Regions from separate parts of the Zea mays genome. Here region 1 is linked to region 2. The links are chromatin contacts, called in public Hi-C maps. All regions are on one chromosome and are shown on one strand. Each heading gives the region's core, a stretch centred on a gene start, on an enhancer-like site or on the middle of the called end of the contact. The rest is flanking DNA. Distances are from core to core; before and after follow the strand shown.

Region 1 (3,092 bases), core at 502-3,001, 230 kb after region 2:
CGTGTTTGAGAAGAAAAACGTGAATGTATCTAGTCTATTATTTGCTCAGGTTGAGATTGTATGTTTTTGCACCTTTTTGTGCTAACAGCAATTTGCTATTATTTATACAACCAGGATCTGTTAGATGCTTTGAATCAACTAGAGGTGGGACTCAAAGAAAACCTCAAGAAGTTGAGTTCCTTTGATAAGTACAAACAGCAAGTTCTTCTTGGTCATCTTGACTGGTCTCCAATGCACAAAGATCCAAGTTTCTGGCGTGAGAACATTAACAATTTTGAAGAGAATGATTTCCAGGTATGCCTTGCCCTTTCTTCTTTGGGACAATTGTGATTATACCCTTCGCTGGTCTTGCAATTGTGATTTTACCCTCCGTTTTCCAACTTTGTGTTCATAGATAAGCTATTCTGGACAATTCAATGTTATAGATTAGATAGGCTCACAAGCATTTAGCTCTGTGGTTGTGATGAAATTGCACTTATAACTTGGCAGATTCTACGAGTTCTCATGACAATCATTGACACATCAAGTGACACCACCGCTCTTGCCGTGGCCTGCTACGACCTCTCACAGTTCCTCCAGTACCATCCATCTGGCCGAATCGTGGTGGCAGACCTCAAGGCCAAGGACCGAGTCATGAAGCTCATGAATCATGAAAACACTGAAGTGCAGAAAAATGCGCTGCTCTGTGTGCAGAGGCTCTTCCTTGGCGCAAAGTATGCCAGTTTTCTGCGGGCTTGAGAGAAACCGAGTCTTTTTTGTATTTAGATCCAGAGAACTCCTGGCCATTTTTAAAAATGGCTGTTAAGAAAACCTTGAAAATTCTTGTCCATTATATCCTATTGTTATTTGATTTCTGAGACCGATGTATAATAAATAATTAGAGCCATACCATGCTCGATGTAATAAAGTGTCCATGGGCTTGTTGATTCATTTATGTAAATTCTGATCTCCAACTTTAGCAATCCTTTTTTTTCTGTACACCTGACTTGTGTGAATATGGACGTACATGTTTGCAATTGTTCCACAGGTTTTTATGTTAGTTCATTCTCCTGAAATTCTGGAACATCGCGCCTTCGAAATTTTGATTTTGCCTTGTTGAGCTAAACCATCTACATCTTTCGATTTAACATGTATTATTTTTCATTATAACGTTCGATGTTATTTGCTTTTTAAATAACATTTGAGCTTTCACATATTTCAAATAACATATACTCCATTGTCTTGAAATATGAGTGATGGAAGCAATACCGGGTAGTATGAAGTTTGCTGTAAAGCTATAATCAGAGAGGGCGATGGTATAATTGAAGTCGTCCTTGTTGCAAGAGACGCTATCCTAGAGGATTTGAAGGCATCGAAATACCAAAACTAAACTAAATGTGATGCATGCTGCCACGAGTATGTGTGTTTCTATAATATGAATTGGAAATATTTAGACCCTAGTTTTGGTGATCAATAATAACATAGGATTATTATTGTGACTAATATATATTTTGCAGGAAATGTATCAATCAGCTGCACCACAAATTTCATACCAATGATTGGCGGGAAGTGGGATTATGGTCTCATCTGCGACTTACTGTACCTACCGCTCTTGATTTGTACAGTATAATGTTGGTGTACTAATCCACGTACGTCTGGCCGTTCGGGCCTTGGGGGGTTTTGTGGCAGGAGCGATTGGATCTGGCCGTTCGGGCCTTTGGAGGTGCTTCACCAAGCGTGAGTGTATTGGGCTTAGGCCGTCGGCTGGGTCTGCCTGGCCCATTGCAATCTCGAGAAGCAACTCCGTCGCGCCGCACTCAATCGCCTCCGATTCTGCGGAGACTCAGCATCGGAATGGCGGCGGCGGCTCGTGCCGGGTTCCGGCGGCTCTTCTCCGTCTCGGCCTTCGCTGCACCGCCTCCTCCTGCCGCGCGCCCCGCGGCGAACCCTTGCAACAACCTCTTCGTCTCAGGCAACTAACCTCGCCTCCATTTCCCCCCTTTTTGCATGTTTTGCAAGAGAAAACCCTCGCCTTGATTCTTATGCTGCGCGCTTTATTAGTTGCTTGTTGTGCTAGCATGCGGTGGATGTTTGCGGTAGGATTAGGAATGGGGGAAGTTGTTTACTTTTGTCTGAGATCTGTTAGCCAGTAGTTACTTCCAACTTTGATATACCTGATGAACTAAACTGATACTAGTCGTAGTCGAATAGTGTTATCTTGCGAACTGAATCGATTTGCTCTATCTGAACCCACTCTGAACGAGAGAAGTACTGCACAGGCGCATACAAACTTATTGTCGAATGTCGATGTCAACTACTTGACCTTTTATAAGCACACGTATATGTTAAACTTGAAACTGAGTCTTTTTGTATTTAGACCTAGAGAACTCCTGGTCATTTTTCAAAATGGCTGTTAAGAAAACCTTGAATTTTTTTGTCCATTATATCCTATTGTTATTTGATTTCTGAAACTGGTGTATAATAAATAATCAGAGCCATACCATGCTCGATGTAATGAAGTGTTCATGGGCTTGTTGATTCATTTATGCAAATTTTGTTATTCCATTAATATTCTACTACTTGACAACATTGCCTGACTTGTGTGAATATGGACGTTACATGTTTGCAATTGTTCCTCAGGTTTTTATGTTAATTCATTCTCTTCTGGAACATCGTGCGCCTGAAATATTTTGATTTTTCCTTGTTGTGCTACACCATCCACATCTTTCGATTTAACCTGTATTGTTTTTCATCATAACGCTCGATGTTATTTGCTTTTTATAAATAACATATGAGCTTTCACATATTTCAAAAAACATATATTCCATTGTCTTCTTGTCTTGAAATATGAGTGATGGAAGAGTATCAGGTATGAAGTTTGCTGCAAAGCTATAATCAGAGAAGGCGATGGTACAATTGAAGTCGTCCTTGTTGCAAGAAACGCCATCCTAGAGGATTTGAAGGCAGCTAAATACCAAAATTAAATGTGATGCATGCTGCCACTTGTGACTAATATATGTTTTGCAGGTACGTCATAATAGGAAAATGTATTCATCAGCTGCACCACAAATTTCATACCAATGATTAGAGAGAAGTGGGATAATGGTCATCAT
Region 2 (3,194 bases), core at 488-2,987:
TCTTGTTTCCTAGGTTTAGCACGCAGTTAGTCGCCATGTCTTTGAGAGAGTTCGATGTGTTTGGGAATGACAATAGTTCCTTTCTTGGTTCCCTAAGTTCGTTGAATCAGATGTGAATACGGCTAAGGTTTTTGGGTTATGCAACTCTGGGACGTACGCCAGTTGATTTGATCGTTTGAAAAGAAATGGAAGGACGTTAAAGTTTGAACAATTCTGATGCGTTTTATTTCAATTTCTGTTCAGAATTAGCTATCTGTTGCTGCTCCGATTTCAGTGTGTACCTCATTTACTTTTGAGGTAACAAGCTCGTTTCAACTGTGTTTTCACCGATAATTGGAACAAATTGATCGACAATTTAGCACACAACAGTTTCTTAGGAATCAGCCGCCGAAATGCCCGCAAGAAATGACAAATTCTGAGGCCGACGCCCGGGCAAACGGCTCTGTTTGAGTGTAAAGCTAATTCGTACACATTAAAACCACACTCATGCAATATGCAGTGTAAAAAAATGTTTTGATTGACCAAACAGGTGAACTGCTAGACATGGTGTAATAGGTATAAAAAGACTTGTTTACTCGATTCCGCTGGTTAACGTTTAATCTGTATCAAATTGGATTTTTGAATGTCAATTACAAACATCAATTAGTAAGTCTTGGACTGTAGTTTGTCGTGTTGTTTTGTCTTTATGTTGAACAAAATCCTCATGGCTCGATTACTGTATCAGGGTTCAACAAAATCTTTATGGCTCAATTACTCGTACGACTTAACTTGTTAATGGCTTGGCTTGTTTTATTATTTTAGCAGATGAATCGGTCTTCTAGCTCGGTTCTCTGACGAGTCAACTCTCAATGACAAGCACTTTATCTAGTTATCAGTGACGCCTCACCTATTCTAGTTTTGTTCTCTCGTAGTTATAACATATATATAGACATATGTGCATGTTCCATGTAATTAAATTTATGTATGGCTATATATTTATATTGTTTATTTAATATTTGATTACTAGTGTTGGTTTTATGAATTTGTGTTTACTAGAAGTATACAACATTAGTGTTGTGAAATGAAATATTATATATTTGTGGAATGAATGATTGAACCCAGATTGGTGCGTACCTCTTTGTTGGGTGTGTCATATCGAGTTTTTTTAGCTTTGGGTTGTTTTTGGGTTGAGTTAGATTTTAAATAAAAAATCATGTTAGCAATCTCTTTTTCTATATCTTTAATTTCTAGAGTGGTTTCCTAAATCTCCTGTTATATGGCACTATAACAATAAAATATTATTTGTCATACCTATTAATTATCAGTTACTATTTTTTCTTAATTAACAAACTATGCTGCCCACGGAAATCAAGACTAGGAGGCCGGCAGGCGCGTCTCCAAATATGGTGGTTCGCTGTACAAAACGTTAACATTATAGCTGTTGCGGGGGGAAATGATGAACACAAATCGTCGCCAGAGTGAGGTGGGTGCGTTCGGCGGTGACCGCTGCTATGGGAAAAAAAAGTCTCGGAGGCCCACTGGCAATTTATGTGCGACCCACAATCCGGACGAAACGGTGTCGCGGCAAAACAAAACCAACCTTCACCGCACCGCACGTCACTCTCTCTCCAAGTAACATTGGACGGTCAGGATCGTTGCCCTACCGCATTCCCCATCCTGCCACGTCACCGATCCGCGTCCTCCTGTCCCATTGGCTATCGTAGCTATATAACACAACTACCCACCGCTTTCATAGTCCTGATTACAAACCCGTCCTCTGTCCGTCCTACCACCACAGCTCACCGCGGTTTGGCTTTCTCCCCTCTTCCGCACCCGCTTCTCGCTCCGGATTCCCTCTGCTCTTTCCCTAACGAAGGTAGCCATGGCGGGGAGAGGTAAGGCGATCGGCTCAGGCGCCGCCAAGAAGGCCACGTCCAGGAGCTCCAAGGCTGGCCTCCAGTTCCCCGTGGGAAGGATCGCCAGGTTCCTCAAGGCCGGCAAGTATGCCGAGAGAGTCGGCGCCGGCGCCCCTGTCTACCTCGCTGCCGTGCTCGAGTATCTTGCTGCTGAGGTAAAGAAGGCTTCCGATTTTGTGGCTATTGGCTAATTCTTTTATTTTTGTTTTGAGCATTGAAAATTTGGCTGCTGGGGTTTCCTTTTTCTTTTTATATAAAATGGGTGTTAATTGCTGAAATTACTGAATTGAAGTAGAACACCAGGCGGATTTTGGCTGAAGATCTAAACCTATCGTTGGTTGATTTGCTATTTTCTGTTGAACCAGTAAGGATTCTGATTCAATAATTGGGGGCTTTCTCCGTGTTCGTTCGTGCAGGTTCTTGAGCTGGCCGGCAATGCGGCACGTGACAACAAGAAGACCCGCATCGTACCGCGCCACATCCAGCTCGCCGTCCGCAACGACGAAGAGCTCTCCCGCTTGCTGGGCACGGTGACCATCGCTAGCGGTGGTGTCATGCCCAACATCCATAACCTGCTTCTCCCGAAGAAGGCCGGCGGCGGCAGCGCCAAGGCTGCGGCTGGTGACGAGGACTAAGTCCTTGACTACGCCTGGTGGCACGTCCCAGGATGCTGCCGTATCAACTTGTGTCTGTGTAGTACGTTAGGTGTTCGTTGTAGCTGGGTATGTGGGTTGCTGTAACACTGCTAAACTAAGTTACTCTTGTGCTTGCTAAGGATTAAGTTCTGTATTTGTTGCTATAAAAGGTGCATCCTTTGAATGACTGGTTCATCAATCATAGTGTCCCAATTTGCATTTCGTGTGTCTGGATCATTTCGAAATGTTGCGCTGTGTTGTTTTGGAATTTATTTCTGAGATTGAATGCAAGAATATGACGCCTTCTGTTATGGGGATTTGAGGACTCAACAAGTGGTGATTGCTGCGCATGCGGACTCGCGATCATTCGGTCCTTGCCAAATTCAGACGTGAATTTTAGGACTGCAGCAAAAGTTCAGTAATCTAAGTAGTGGTTCCACATAAAAGTGTACTGTGACATGAAAGGAAGCTGTTGGATTGTTGCATGTGTTCTTCAAGTTCTAAGGGTCAATGGATGACGATCTAGTGCAAGTTTCATGCTGCGCAATGAAGTTTTAAGCGGGCAGTTCTGAGTTTTTCTCGAGATTTGAATTACCTGGAGAACTTGAAACAGTGCTATGTCGGGGAAATTTTTGATAATTGACTTCCAATTCGCGAAGAATGT

The links. A called contact is a pair of places that touch in the nucleus more often than the background predicts.
Region 1: a Hi-C map of tassel shows a contact between it and region 2, with 2.7 times the contacts expected there. The contact joins the promoter of LOC100282339 here to the promoter of LOC100194327 in region 2. A contact is called at or near these places in 3 of 25 Hi-C or Micro-C datasets (ear, leaf and tassel).

Annotation. Positions count from the first base shown.
Region 1 is chr2:211,054,502-211,057,593 of Zm-B73-REFERENCE-NAM-5.0, forward strand. It overlaps LOC100282339 (ELAV-like protein 4), which reads left to right and starts at 1,752. Exons shown (of 4, transcript NM_001157046.1): 1 at 1,752-1,951. The coding sequence starts at 1,834. LOC103647744 (probable V-type proton ATPase subunit H) reads left to right here. Exons shown (of 12, transcript NM_001301434.1): 11 at 115-294; 12 at 490-937. The coding sequence ends at 738.
Region 2 is chr2:210,825,404-210,828,597 of Zm-B73-REFERENCE-NAM-5.0, forward strand. LOC100194327 (Histone H2A) reads left to right here and starts at 1,738. Exons shown (of 2, transcript NM_001139365.2): 1 at 1,738-2,050; 2 at 2,312-2,818. The coding sequence starts at 1,862. The coding sequence ends at 2,530. It overlaps LOC100273666, which reads left to right. Exons shown (of 2, transcript NM_001352806.1): 2 at 1-208.